2 separate regions of the Zea mays genome follow, and region 1 is linked to region 2. Evidence: chromatin contacts called from public Hi-C data. All regions are on one chromosome and are shown on one strand. Each heading gives the region's core, a stretch centred on a gene start, on an enhancer-like site or on the middle of the called end of the contact. The rest is flanking DNA. Distances are from core to core; before and after follow the strand shown. Region 1 holds the start of LOC100282053 (esterase D). Region 2 holds the start of LOC103636299 (high chlorophyll fluorescence 153).

The links. Hi-C and Micro-C count contacts between places; a contact is called where the count stands out from the background.
Region 1: a Hi-C map of leaf shows a contact between it and region 2, with 5 times the contacts expected there. The contact joins the promoter of LOC100282053 here to the promoter of LOC103636299 in region 2. A contact is called at or near these places in 2 of 25 Hi-C or Micro-C datasets (bundle sheath and leaf).

The regions. Positions count from the first base shown.
Region 1 is chr8:165,462,820-165,470,718 of Zm-B73-REFERENCE-NAM-5.0, reverse strand. LOC100282053 (esterase D) reads left to right here and starts at 2,492. Exons shown (of 8, transcript NM_001411983.1): 1 at 2,492-2,802; 2 at 2,888-3,005; 3 at 5,102-5,149. The coding sequence starts at 2,644. It overlaps LOC103636304 (a long non-coding RNA gene), which reads right to left and starts at 1,385. Exons shown (of 3, transcript XR_557928.2): 1 at 1,050-1,385; 2 at 812-967; 3 at 648-720.
Region 2 is chr8:165,302,095-165,309,846 of Zm-B73-REFERENCE-NAM-5.0, reverse strand. LOC103636299 (high chlorophyll fluorescence 153) reads left to right here and starts at 3,494. Exons shown (of 2, transcript XM_035961886.1): 1 at 3,494-3,996; 2 at 4,086-4,532. The coding sequence starts at 3,742. The coding sequence ends at 4,271. LOC103636298 (glucan endo-1,3-beta-glucosidase GII) reads right to left here and starts at 7,619. Exons shown (of 2, transcript XM_008658654.3): 1 at 7,509-7,619; 2 at 6,223-7,380. The coding sequence starts at 7,581. The coding sequence ends at 6,434.

The sequences.
Region 1 (7,899 bases), core at 1,243-3,742, 160 kb before region 2:
AAAAAACCCTACGGAAATCTACTATAGTATTAGTTCAGTGATAGTAGAAAATATCCAAACGGGCACTTAGAGGCCCATGTGCCCTCCTCCAAATCCAATACGGCCTTGCCAATAGGACAGTAAGGAACCCGAATTGCTGCTTCTATTTTATGCCAACATGTTTTCCTTTATTCTACTACCCGGTGCTCATCACCCACCAACAGATAAATTATTAATCCTCGACGCTGGGATGGGAACTCTCACCGACAACATTCTGACCACCAGATGAACTGGCATTGATTGATAAGCAGATCACACATGTTGCTCCCATCTATCCAATGCTTCAAGCTGGTGCACACTAACTGCTTCTGCACAGAACTCTTGGAATTCCATTCTTATGTGCACTTAACTAAAAATAATATACAGTTATAGAGTAGGACATTGGTATAGTTTTTGCATGAACAAAATGGTGTCATATGATACAAACCAAATGTATCGAAACAAGGACATCTTGAACTCGCGATTCCTTCATCGCGTCAATAGTTTCTCTCGTTAATGCATAAACAGTGTGAAGCAAAAAATATTAGATTTACACAAAAAAATAAGGACATACTATATTCTAGCATGGAATTAGGTGTAGCTATGAGTCTATGACCTAACCATTAGATGCATTGAAGAGTCTGTGCGAGAAAAATCAACACTCCATGCTCTCTTCTCATGCTCTTCATATTCCATCACACTCTAGCATGGCATAATACACATAAACCATATGCCTCAGTTTGAATTACAATACAGCCATTGCAGAATGAACTGTCGAATAGAGAGTGGATACCTGACGGGTCTGAATATCCCACACAGTTACTATACCCTCATAGTCACTGCTTGCAATAATATTTTTTGAGTACTTGTTCCAGCTCAGGCAACTAAGTTTAGATCTGGTAGCCATTTCAACAACTGGGCAATGCACATCTGATGGTTCATTAACAACCTAAGTAATGAAGCAAATCAACCTTACTATTCTCAATTACAATGAACTATGAAATGGACATGTCCTGACAAAGCAAACTTACAGTAGAAAATTCGAAGACTTTAATACATTTCGAGACTCCAGCGGTAGCAAATAGTTCATCATCACGATCAAATTCAATACTGCAATATAACAAAAACATCAAATGTCCATACCAAATATTTGCAATAGAACAAAGGTGAAGTAGTTGATTGGCAAGCACACAGAACTGGAAATAAATGTGCTGAATCATGCGCCCTCCCATAGGAGAGCAGGAAAGTCTACTTCATATATTGTATAATAAAACTTAATGTTCACACCAAAAGGCGGCTTCCATGTTTGCTTTAATGGAGCTGATTCTCCCACGTTAACCAGAGTAATGATGTGAAGATTTAACTTCTTATTTCATGATGAATCTAATGGTGCTTAGATGGTGAGATACTGATATAAACATGATTAATTATTTAATTGGTATTTTCTTGTATAAACTTTGCCAAATTTAAGGTGGATTGACTTAGGACAAAAAATAGAATGAACATTCCATTTGGGATGAAGTTTTTATCTTGTTAGCACAACATTCAATTTAAATGGGAATATTGGCAACAGAGTCGTCCAAGAACTTCCTTTTTCTTTTCTTGGAACTAATAAATCAAGGATCATATACCCTAAAATGTTGACCGAACCTAGCTCACAGATTTGGTCGACCTCTAACTTGAGGAGCATCGCGATTACCAGCGAGCAGCAGAGCATACCACGCGGAAGTGAGCCAGCCTAGAGGAAAGGGAGGGGAAGCCAAGAAGCACTCACGTACTCACGGCCGGCCGGTCGGCAACTGCACGGGAAAGAGTGGGAGCAGCCTGGGAGGCGGCTGCAGGTCACCGTCGACGCCGGCATTGTTGCGCGGCGACGAGTGGAGGTAGAACCCCTTTCTTGGTGATGGCGAGGTCCTCGGTGGCCGCGACCTCCTCGAAGCCCGGCAGTGGCATGATAAGGCTCTTGAGCGGCAGCGACGAGAGGTTCAGTATGTTGGGCGATAGTACCTCGAGCGTGGGTGCTGAATCCGCGGTGGTCGTGGGGTTTCCCACTAAAATCGCGACGGTGGTTAGGTGCCAGGCTGCGGCGGAATCCGCGTTGGACAAAGGGTTGCGGCGCGCGGGATGCGTGGCAGCGTGGGTGCGGATATCGCGGCGGCTGCGGCGTTTCGGTAGCGGAGGATGGCGGGGCGTGCGGGAGGCCGTTGCGGGAGCGAGGTTTCGCTGGCGCGCGGGCGCGCGAGAGCGGGACAGTCTACATTGTGCTCTTAATAGTTAGTAGAGATAGAGATTTTTTTGGAGAGGGAACGGAATCGCGAGGAATTGATCGAGTGGGTCACGGATCGTTGCTGACGACAGTGCACCACTGTTCAGAAGGCCTACTCCACTCCAGGCAAATTTGCGGGCTCGTGCTTTCGGCCCATACCAGGTTTGATAAGGCCCACCGAGCCTCGAATATTTCCTGCCTCGACCCCGGTCTGCGGCTCCGCCCAACGCCAGTTACCACTCACCAGTCACCAGTCTCCACTCTGGAGTCTGGAACTCCCCTCATCCTCCACATCTCCACCGCATCGGAACTAGGAAGGCGAAGCCGAAGGCGCGGCGCGGCGCGGCACGGATCGAGCGATGGCGGTGGCCCCTCCTACGGCGGCGGCGCTGGAGCAGCTAAGCAGCAGCAAGATGTTCGACGGCTTCAATCTCCGCTTCCGCCACCAGAGCGCCACCCTTGGCTGCGCCATGACTTTCTCCATCTACCTGCCCCCGTCCCCGGCGTCCAACCTTCCCGTGAGTGCGCCGCCGCCCTTTCTCCCTATCCTCCTTCTCTCTGGGCTAATATGTGCTGACGTGGTGTCCTATGGATGCTTTGCAGGTGCTGTACTGGCTCTCGGGTCTCACCTGCACCGACGAGAATTTCATCATAAAGTCCGGCGCCCAGCGCGCCGCCGCTGCCCACGGCATCGCCCTCGTGGCACCTGACACCTCCCCACGTATGTCGAAATTGAGCCAACTCCTCCCTCTGACTGTACAGGGTTTCTAGGGTTTATGCCTGCCCATCTGTGTCCGGAAGATACTTACGATTCCTTCTCTGTTTTTTCCCCGAAACTGTGGAGGTTCAGTCTTGTGCTTTGAGAACGGTAGTCTCACTAGTGGGCTAGTGGCAGTGTTTATTGTGCCCCCCTTCGAGTAAGTGGCGGTCTGGCTACTAGTGTTTGCCTCCATAGTCTGGCTGATTGCCGAATTCCAACGTGCAACGAGATTACGAGAGGTCCATTTAGAATCGGTCCTGTTATCACACTCCTTTTGATAGGTTCAGCGTGCAACTGGTTCCTACCTAAGTGCAGGGAGTAGAGTTATGTTTTGAAAGGTGTTAGTAAGCTGTAAGCACATTATTTTTAACTCGGTGGACCTAATGCTCATCAAATGTCTTTCAATTTTATAAGTGTCACCTCCCCCAAAAGGGCAGAGTAATCTGACATGTTCCCCTATTGGGGACTTGTCAAGCAAGGCTCTAAAGTTCATAGTGGTATTTGTTCATTGCTCTACCACCTACTAGTGACTTTCCACTATTGTTGGTCCATTTATGTGGCATAACCAGCAATTGTATGGTAGAGGTTAGAGCCATTTATTCATGTGAGGAGTGAGGTAGCTCATCCTTTGTATACCTGTGAATTAGTTTTAATACCATAGTTATGCTATCTATGACTTGTCAGGACTTGTTTTTTTTGAAGGAATTGTCAGGACTTGTATTCCTAAAAATTGATTTGATAAATTCATGACACACATATATTAGAGAGCTTAAGGAACAATGTTTTACTACCTGAAGTGTTGGTATCTTACAGGGTAATGTTATAAGTGGTCCCACAACTATATTTTTTTTTCCCTGGGATTGGTATGAGCAATACAATCTTACCAGCAGAAGAGTTGAAGGCCCTTTTTGGATCGGCTTTTTTCTGACGAGCTTTTCTGATAAGCTGGCTGTGGTGAGAAGCTGACTGGTAATAATCTGGGTGTTTGGCAACCTAGTTGTGAGGAGAAACTGCTGGTTAGAATCTAGGTGTTTGGATGGACGGATTTTCGAAGAACATATTCTGAAAATAAATATGATAAAAAAGTACATTGTCTAACTAATGAGCACGTAATTGGATGAAGAAGAATAAGTAATTTAGAGGGACAACTAAGACCTAATTGCTTGTGGGAATCACATCAGCAGAGCACTCCAAATTAATACATGGTTCTTCAAGGTAGAATGGACGAGACTAGCAGCAAACAGCTGGAACAGGGATCCAGTATGAGACCTTGAACTTCGAACGTGCTCGAACACGGTCAACATCGCGTCGCCAGTGGCCAAAGGTGTGCGGCGGCGATGGGGCAGTGGGGAACAGAGACCAGCTCGTTGGCCGGCAGTTGTGCGCTCTGGGACCGAAGGACCTCCACGCAGGCAAGGATGGCGAGTGGCGGCGATGTCACCCTTCAGCTAGACACAAAACCTCGATGAGAGGACGCGAGTCGATGAGTGCCAACGGCGGCGCGGGTTGGAAGAGAAACGGAAACCCTAGCGACGTCGGCGAACGAGAGGAATGAGAACGGGCGCAGGCATCAGGCGCTTCTTCGCGACGCAGGCCTAGAGCCGCTTCTCCATCCCCGTTCATTTACTGCGGCCCAACGAAGCGCTTCCACTAGAAGCGCTCGGAGAAGCGGCGCGTTTGGCATTGAAAAGCTGCTTGTGGCCACCAAAAGCCGCCGAGAAGTGGATCCAAACGGGGCCGAAGACACCCCGAGAGCACTTATGAAATGTTTTTATCTCCCCAGCCTAAATGTAATTGATAATTTAGAGTTGATTTAGTTGCATAACCAACAGTAATGATTATTTCCTAATTTACCATATAACCAGGGTTCTGTTGATCACTTACTGCAGTGTCTGTTCCTTTTCCTGCAAATGATTTGTAGTATGCTCAGTGTGATCTCATTTCTGTTAATAGTTTTCACCTTTCATCATTGAGGATACACTTTATATGCTTATTATGTTCTTATTACTGTAAATGAGTTCTGTTCTCTCACTGCTCTTTTTCTTTGGCTCATGCAGGTGGGTTAAATATTGAAGGAGAGTCAGACAGCTATGATTTTGGTGTGGGTAAGGAACGAAGGATTCTAACTAAGATAATATTGCTATAAGTTTTGCATTTTGTACAAATATATGGTCTCTTGACTTTGCAAACTTCATTAAATGTCCAACTTGACAAGTTACCCTATGATGATTTCATTATGCCATCATCTGCCTCCCTTAATTGTTATTTCACAAATTCAGCAGCAGCTTATAGGCTACACTACTCTGCATTATGCCATTATCTCACTACATATATATATAAAAACTTGACCTGCGCGGGGGTACAACCCTTGGGCATTACATAAGAAGACCTTCTCACATAGGTCGAGAAAACCCCCCGAACACTTGCTGCACTCATACACAGTGGCATCGTAGCCCATGTGAGAACGAATGGGGCTGGACCTTAGACCTGCACTTTGGCGTGCATCAGACATTCAGACGAGGGGATTTTGTTAACTTCTGCCTAAAATTCGCTCCTACGGGGAATCAAACTTAGGACCTAAAGAGTGCTACTCAGACCACCTAACCAACTCAGCTAGAGACACTTTCGCCATTACCTCACTATATGATGGTACTTTTTTTTTAGGCAATGCATGATATTTGTTATGACTAGTGTGACATGTATAAGGACGTTGCACTGAACAGCACTTTCACTAGTCCAATCTCTACTAAAGTTAATGGTGAACCATGGCATGATAGATTGCCACATGATATATGATTTGTGTATGTTAATATCGAATCTCATGAACATAAATACCGTTCAAACAAAGGCTAAATTAGTCATATATTCTATAGTCTACTCTAACTTCCATGGAGAATGGTTGCTAAGTGCCTAACCTAAAGCCACTTCCATGGAGAATGATATACATATACATTTACTTTTTTAAAATAAAATTAATAACACACATTAAAACTGAATAACAATAAAATATTGCAATATACTCAACTACATAAGTTATATTATTACAGCACAGCAGGTCTCAAGTCTGAAGTCTGTTATCAAAGTCTCAAATATAGTAGCCTCAAATATAGGAAATTAATGAAAGGCATTCAGGCTTGCAACTCAGGCTCGCATCAAGTTCCTATTTCTCCATTGTTTCATTTGTTTTATTCTCATCCATAACATCAAGCCGTAGATCATCCAAACCAAAAGACACAACTTGCGATTCAGGCTCATCAAGGGAGATGTCAGCACTTCTAGAATGCCAATACCACCAAGTGAATCAAAAGAATCTCCTCCTACATCCTTGCCTCTCCTGTCTTGTACGCATCAGTTCTTGACATATGCCTCTGTCATGGACCTTCGGTCCATGGGGATAGTTGTCTTCTCCGGCGAGGTTATACCCCTCTGCCGCAGGCTTGGTTCTAGGGTAGCAGCCCTAGGCGCTTGAGAGAGTCATTGCAAGGGAGAGAGATTGGTTTGATAATGATCTTGCTTGATTTATTCCCTGCTGCCATGCGGCTTATAAATAGCCCTATGGCTAACCAACTTCTCCTACAAACTCTCAACTAACTCCTACTTTCTTGGACTTATCTGATGCTAACTAACTCTCCACAATTCTCTCATCTCAATCTTATTATCTAGCCTTATCCCAGCTCGTCTCAATCTTATTCTCTAGCCTTATCCCAGCCTGGCTGTTGCCTCTCGCTCCCTATGATGCCCATGACATCTCCCCCTCCCTTGAGGACCAGCTCGTCCTCGAGCTGCCATAGACTTACCTGACATGACTTAAGGTTAAGCCTTTTACATCTCGGCTTACCTTTATTATTTAAGACGAAAATACAAAATAATTGTGGAACTAAAATATAAATTTGAACTGCAGCTATGTCCTCCTGGATCCCAAGGAAAGAGCTGAACTGCAGACTTCACGTTGGATGAAAGGTGAAGGAGAAACCAACCCGTCCTTATGTTGGGTCTGTCCAGCACCAAGGCAGTTGCCCGAATGAAGGAGACGACCCTCTTTGGCCGTGCAGGGGGGCTGCATACCCAGATCTCGACTTCTGCAGGGGGTTCAAAAAGTATAGACGAGACCTGGTGGTTGGGCGCGCAGGCTGCGATTTGGTGCAGCGATGAGCTGATCAGCAAGTGCAGCTTCCGCACCGCCCGCCTAACAAGGAAGCCGCGCACTGCGGCTTGCAGGCGCACCACAGCCTGCTCATGTGATGACGGCCATGGGGTGGCCCTGGAGGCCACAACAAGGTGCTTCTCCCCACGAAGGGACTGTACCTGGCGGCGTGCCAGGAACCCTCGCGCTGCCGCCTGAAGCCGCACCGCTGCTTGGAGTTCCTTTTCTGTCTTCTCCTTGTAGCGGTGGAACATCACAACGAATTGATCCCACTTCTCTTCGAGCCGAGTGAATGCATCTAGAGTTGTTGAGGGCGGGTGGGAGGGCGTTGCGGCGGCAGATGGCGCGGCGGCTGGTGGTGGTGAGGGATGGGCGGCTGGTGGTGGTGAGGATAACCTGGAGCTGATACCAGGTGTCATGGACCTTCGTTCCATGGGGATAGCTGTCTTCTCCGGCGAGGTTATACCCCTCTGCCGCAGGCTTAGTTCTAGGGTAGCAGCCCTAGACGCTTGAGAGGGTCATTGCAAGGGAGAGAGAGATTGGTTTGATAATGATCTTGCTTGATTTATTCCCTGCTGCCATGCGGCTTATAAATAGCCCTATGGCTAACCAACTTCTCCTACAAACTCTCAACTAACTCCTACTTTCTTGGACTTATCTGATGCTAACTAACTCTCCACAATTCTCTCATCTCAATCTTATTATCTAGCC
Region 2 (7,752 bases), core at 2,245-4,744:
ATGGAAGTTGAGCAAGTTCCTGCTGGTAGTACCTCAAGGACTGCCATGCGCTGGACCCCTGTGATGTCAGCCTATATCCTGAGGAAGTTTGCAGACTTGGTTGGGCAAGGAGTAAAAACGAATAAAGGGTTCAAGGAGGTCCATGTCAACTCTATTGCCAAGGCATTGACTGAATTCAGTGGCCAAGAAGTCACAGGCATCCAGGTCTACAATCATTTGAGGAAGTGGCATAAAAAATGGATCAGGGTTTGTAGGCTCAAGGACCTAAGCGGTGCTCATTGGGATGAGAATACATTCATAATCATCCTTGATGATGAACACTTGCTGGGCCATACAAAAGACAACCCAAAAGATGATGAATTCCTCAATGTGCCAATTGAAAACTATGTGCAGATGCATATTATATTTGGAGCTGGGCAAGCTACTCGCAAGTATGCCATGGCCTCAAATGAGCCCCTTGGCACCATCTCAGATATCACTGAAGGTGCTGGTGCATTTGAAGAACCATGTCTTGTTGGTACTACTGCCTCTGGTTCTGCTGGTGCCAACCCTTCTCATAGTGGTGCTGGTGCTGGTAGTTCCTATGGATCATATGGAAAGAAAAGGAGACTCAATGATGAAGAGTTGGGGATTATGACAGGGCTTACTGGAGCTGTGAACAAATTGGCTGAAGCTGTCCAAGCACCTGTTGTAGTCCAGACCATAAATGTCCACCCTGATCTGTATCAAATTTGCATGAGTATTCCAGGTTTCACTGATGAGGACTTGATGACTTGCCTTACCTACCTATTGGACAACAAAAGGCAAGGTGATGGCTTTGTGAAGATGGAGCCTAAACACCGTGTGCTTTGGCTAAGGTAGCACCTTGCAAAGATTTGAGCAGACCAGTCTTATGTCTATGATGCCTAATACCTTGCTCTATGCGTAGTACTTTGATATACGCCTAATACTTTGCTCTATGCCTATGGCACTGAATCTGGAACTGTGGATGATAATTAATAATTCTGAGACTTTTCTACTGGTCTGTGATGATTTTATATTGAACTGTTGCCTTTACTTGCCTATGATGATATGTTTTATAATGATGATCAATCAAGGGAGTATGACTTGTTGCTTTGTTTTCCTTGCTCATTTTGTGAATTTTGCCTATGATGAAATATGTTTGACTAATGGCCATTCATGGGAGGTTGACTTACTGCTTTGTTTTCCTTGCTCTTGGTTTTCTTCCAGTCTATGTTTTATTTTGGGTCACGCAACCAAACATACTCTATCCTTTAATCTGATTTCTCCATCTGCCCTATGTTTTCCCATGTATGGTCAAATGAGGTGTTTATTCATACAAATCTGAGGCAATTTATTGTATTACTCTCATGAGTTGATCAAGTGATTTGAATTGATAATAATTTCTGAGGCAAAGTATAAAAGAACCCACTCCCCATGTATGGTCAAAAGTTGGGTTCTTTTCTTCTGTTTATGTTGTTACCATATTTCATACAAATCAATGTTTATGATTATGATCTGTTTACAATACTAAATGGTTGTTTCTGTTCTTAGTGCCATATGTTGTTTCCATATATAGATGTTCCTATAAATGTTCCTATATATGGCACTGAGAAGGTTCTTTCTTCTCAGCGATCTTCTCAATGTCGTCATTTATAGGAACCCATCTGATGATATTCTCTGTTCCACTCCCCATTGATTTCCTTCCGTTTATGTTCTTTTCTTCTCTTTTCTATTTATGTTTCTGTTTATGATCTGTTTACAATGACCTGTTTACCATGATCTGTTTACAACTAGCAGGAGGTGTTTACCATGATCTGTTTACAATCATATGATCTAATTACAACTAGCACGGTAACACAAGCTCCTGTTTAATTCATATTATTGTAATTCATTGTCATTTTTCTCTAATGGTAAGTTGCTATGGTTGTAAATCATATTCAAATGATTGTAATTAGTTCAATTTATGTTTCAAAATCATATTTTTAGTTCAAATCTGTTCAATTTATTATTTCAAAATCATATTCAAATGATTGTATTACAAAGGATCTGTTGTAATTTATTTCAATTTATGTTTATGTAAGTTGCTCCTACTGTACAGAGACCTGATGGGGTATTATTCAAAATCTGTTGTAATCTATGGGCGTAAATCATATTTAGATGATTGTAATTAGTTTAATTTATGGGTCAAAATTATATTTTTAGTTTAAATCCGTTGTAATTTTTCTAATAATGCTTAAATTTTTGAAATTTGGCGGGAACGACATCTAACACATCAAAATTGGCGGTAACTCAATTGGGCCAAGCTAAAAAAATGAGAACTAAATAATGTATCATATGAGTCAGGTTTATTTTGATCAGCCAACCAAACATCTTAGGTTAGCTCATTATATGCGGGCTCTCTTGACCCTGGTCCTCTCACTGAGCTAGGCTCAGGCTGGAGCAGGCAACCAAACATATCCTATGTTTATGACTGTTGCATTATCTGAAATAAACTTTTTCAAAGTTAAAGTTGCTAAAGAATTATTTAAGTTCTAAAACATCACAAGAAACACTAAATAGTTTGACTAATTTGTATATATCGAGAAAGTTTTCATTTTTTTCTCCGTAACAAAGTACGAACGATTGAAACGACAAAGGCTCTCCGAAACCGCTGGGCGCGGCGGGCCTCGAGGGACAGATGATGTCCGGCCACCGGCGCTGGCCCGTCTTTTCGATCGATCGGCCACGTGCAAAACGCTTGTCTAGCTAGCTAAGCTGCCTGCTGCTAGTACGACGTACGTGCTAACTGATCTGGCGTCCATCTCTCTGTGTACGTACGTCATCATTATTGGCCAATGCCCGTCTTCCGTCACACTCAAATGTTACTGTTAGCGTGTTAACGAATGAATGGATTTTGTTGCACGGCCAATCCGAGCCGGCACGTAACACTTGACGTCATGGAGGGCGCCGCCGCCGGCAACACACGGAGCACCATGCGTCACGCGTGGCGCCAGCGGTGACGCAGGGACGGACGTAGCACGGGTGACGAGGTCCGGTGACGTACGTGACGGCGGCGCGAGGGAATGGACATGATATGGCGCCGGCCGCAGCAGGGAACCGGTGACGGGCGGGGGTGGGCAAGGCAGGTTCCGTTTAGTTTCTCCCTCGTGCAAATTTCAAGCGGCGGCTACACCTTCCTTTTTCTTCCACTCCCATCGACGCCACGCCGCCCGAATCTACTACCGATGGCGACCCGACGCCGCCCGGCAGGATGGAGTGGGATATGCACACTTCACGTGCCTCATGTGCTTGCGTGATGCCAATTTCCTCTTCGTTATTTACTTAATTTTTTTATGGATGCGAATAAAATATATACCGTGGCGCCGTTTTTTTGGACGCAGATTCTCGCCTGCGGAGTAGTAAAAAGTCCAAATGGATTCGGGTCACAATTCCTTTTTTTTTTGTGTGTGTGTTCAACAACAAAACAAAAAACGGTCCGCATTTCTGCTGCTGTCCATGGCACGCCGTACCGTTGAATATTTATTTCGGCAGCCCAGCAGCTAAGGTAGTTGTTTCGTTGGGCTGAGACCTCCCACGCTATGTTGGGCCGTGTGTGCCATACGCGGGCCTCTTCGTGACATCCAATGCGGTTCCCCTCCCCTCCTACAGTCCCACAGCAGACAGCACCACCGGATAAGGCAGGCAACCGCTGCCCGCTCACGTCTGGCGTCTGGGAGCCTCCGATTCTGAGAGCAGCCCATGGCGCGGGGCGCCCACGTCGTCCGAGCACTCTCCCAGCCACCTCGTTTTGTCCGAGCCAGCAGCTGCGCCAGGCCGGTGCCGGGAGCCTCGCGGCGGCGGCGGCGGGGCCGGCTCATGGTGGTGCGGGCCGGTGGGCCGCCCAGCACCAACGCGCTCATCCTCGCCTTCGTGCTTCCGCTCTCCCTCTTCGTCGGCACGCTCGTCACCGCCGCCCGCGTCGCCGACGACCTCGACGACCGCTTCCTGAGGGAGGTACGACGTGTACAACGCAGCGCTCGCGCTGCTTCTGTTACTGCTACCAACAAACGTACTACATATATATACATGTAAACTCCATGCAGATGGAGATAAACCGAGCGATACTGGAAGAGAACGAGGCGTCCGACGAGGACGGTGCCGGTGAGGAAGACGACGATGGGGAGGAGGAAGAGGGGGTCGACCTGCCGGTGGTGGTGGAGGAGGAGCCCGCCGTTGTCGGTCCACGCACCAGGAACAGGCCGAGAAGACGAGTGTTCTCTTCTCAATAGTGTTGGTTCTGATTTACAGGTAATTAATATAAACAAGGGAATACGTCATCATCTGTGTAGCCGGCACTCCTGCCACGTGCGATGCAATTAATGCAGGCGGTATATTTTGCTAGGATTATGTGCACCAAAGGTTCGTGACGACGTAGTGTTTTGAATTCTTGTAAGGCTCCTCTTCAAAGCCCACGCCGAAGCACATCTGAGTACTTCAAATTTAATGTATATCCATATGAGCAATCTAACGAGTTCAAGAATTTTAATTTATCGCCTGTGCAATCATAGTGGACAGAAGCGTGGTCCGGGTCAGTGGCCGATCCAGGGGTAATTTAGATGGAAAAATTCCTACTATGCCATCAGATTTTATACTCATTCCTTATGTATTATTGAGTAACATGTATGTATACTTTTTTGTGTATGACATGTGGGGCCGATGACATAGAAGTAACGAGCTCTCGACTACCTGTAGTCTGGTTAAAAACAAACTACTACTTAGCATTTAAGTCTAAAGAAATAAATCTATGCAATTTACAACCTAATTTAAAGGATCAAATGTGTTATAAGATATTTTAGTTATTTTCTACTCAAAGATCGAATTGGTGAAAACTATATATATATGGTATCGAATTATACACAATATTACTTATCAAAAAAATTATTCTTGGCTACTCTATGTTTAAATCCTAGACCCTCCACTGTCGCGGTGGGAATTGAAGCGAGCACAACAAAAACGTGATCGAAAGGATACTAATGGGAGGAGAGGTGGCTCCTAAAAAAGGAAACGACAGCTGAATAAAAACTAAAACTTTGTCAAGTGCGGATCTTTAGGTATATTTGGTTGGACTGTGGCCGTTAAAAAAGCTGTTGTGGGGTGTCAGCCCCGGTCTTATGATTTTGAGGGCCCCATGCGAACTGATAATGATGGACCCTCTAGACTATATAAAAAGTTATATGATATGCAGCGGAACAAATTAGTACATCGTATGTAAATGATGATGTGCATTGAAAGTGGGTTTTAAAATATCTAAGACGTTAGATAATATACATCGATGCAAATTAGCTTTGCAAGTTGAGAAATAAGAACGACGGCCACAAAATAACATGAATCCTGATTGCTCGACCGTGCGTGCCTGGAGGATGGAGCAGTGGCGCCCAACGCCCTAGAATCCTGGAGGGTTGGATTGGCGAGATGGCGAACGACGATCACGTTGATGGTATGGTCGCACAGACGCGCGACGACGTGAGCGTGATGACTGGGCAGTGGGCAACATGTGTCGCGTGGTCCTTGTGCCTCGTGCGTCCGTGTGCCCAGTCCTACCGGCTTTTTAGCTACCTATACTATTTTACTACTAGTATATAGCACGTGCTAATGCTACGTTCCTAAGAAGGGGAAGAGTGGGGTGAACGACGACGGTGGTGGCGCAAGGGGAGGGGTTGACGACGGTGTAGACGTGAGGAGGGGAGGGTTGAAGGATGATCCAAATAATATTGTCCATTAAATTTGAGTGCGCAATAGAGATAATGTTATTCAACGATCTGAACCGTTAATTTTGATGTTGTGTAAGTATGAGTGCAATTTGTTTGGTGGATTTAGTAAAGATTATGAGTATGTGGATTATTTTGTTGGATGAGTTTTGTAAAATGTAAACTTGTGTATTATATTGTGATATAGATACTAAATATTAGGCCCCGGCTCTCGCCTCTTGCATGGGCTCAGGGCCGGTCCTGTGAGCTGTGAGCTGTTAAAAAGCTAAAAATGTTTAGTCGAAACCACTAAAAATCGTTAAAAGTTTTTCGATATATGTTTTCACAGTTAGTTCCATCTGAAAGACATTAAAAACAAGTCCGGAGGTGTTTTCATTTTTGCACTGTGAGAAAATTGACTTTTAGAAAAGCTATTTTCTGGATCCAGTCGTTTGGCTTGACTTTTAGTTTTTAGAGACAAAATCCAAAGCCAAGAGCCAAACCAAACACACACTAAGTGGGTCTGTCTGTCGATATCCTGTACTAAGTGCGGATCCTGTTACTGGTAATCCGTTGACAGTCAAGAAATACTTTGTCAAAAGACAACTGGCAAAAAAATATTTATATGTATTACATCTAGAAAGTCGTTTTTATTTTTTAATTAATAACCCTTTATTTTATGTACCCATGCGTACATGCTCTACTCAATTTCCTGCGAAATTAATAGGGTAAACTGGTGTCTTGTCCGGATTAAAGAGCCCAAACTTCTTCTCCGTAGGGTCCCCGTCTTTCTGGTCCTCGTTGAACATGGCGAACACGTACACCTCCATGGGCCCCGGCTTCCTCGGCGTGCCCTTACTGGCATGGTCGATAAGGTTCTGGTTATACGTCCGCGCGTTGTCCAGGGTGGCGCCGTTCCCGTCGGCGGACGGCCACCCGGTCTCCGACACCACGACGTCGACGCCGCCTGCGCCGGCCTTGTCCAGCGCGGCGCGGACGGCGTCCACCATCGCGTCGAAGAGGTTCGTGTACACCAGCCCGTTGGCGGGGTCCGTCACCGTCGTGGAGCTGGGCTGGAACAGCGCGTAGTCGAGGTCGATGCCGCCGTCGCTGTACTGGTACGCGAAGTAGGGGTAGACGTTGGCGAGCAGCGGCGCGCCGTTGGCGGCCAGGAACTGCGCGATGGGCGACATCGCGGCGGGGTCCCTGAACACGCCGCGGGACGGCGGCGAGGAGTCGTCGACCGCGTCCATCTTGACCGCCGTGGACACCTTGACGCTGCCGGCGAGGCCGGCCGACGCGAGCGCCGCGTGCACGTTCCGCATGGCCTGCAGCACCGACGCGGCGCCGGGGACGACCTCGTTCCCGACCACGACGTACCTGATGTCCACGTCCGGGTAGTAGGCCTGCACGTTGTCGCGGACCCAGGACGCGGCGCTGGCCGGGTCGGCGGCGAGCTCGCCGACCTTGCCGTTGCCGACGTCGAGGGCGAGCGCGACGCCCGAGCCGCGCAGCGCCGTGAGGAGGTCCTGGTCGGCGAAGTAGAAGCGCATGCTGGCGATGCCGTTGGACTTGTAGAGCTGCACCACGTCGCTCTTGGACGGGAGGCCGCTGCCTAGCACGCCGTAGCACACGCCGATGGCTCGCACGCCTGCACACATCGGACACACATATATATATATATATATAGATAGGCTCAGTGAATCGGCTTAGATGCTTGCGTTGTATGCATATATAGCTCTTCATCATATCGGAGCTCATGAAAATGGATATATATACTTGTCGCAACGGCGGCGAATGCCGTAACAGCCATTGCTGCTGCGAGCACGGGAGCCACGCCTCGAGCAGCCATCGTCTTCGATGCCGGTCACGACGCGACCCTGGAGAGATTTATAGCCGTCCATCCATGCCTGACTGACTCTGACTGCCTGATGGAGCTTGGAAACTACGTACCGCAAGACCGGGACAAGGTCAGCTGATGGAAAGAAAGTCGTCTCGCCGTCTTTGCGTACGCTTGGATCGG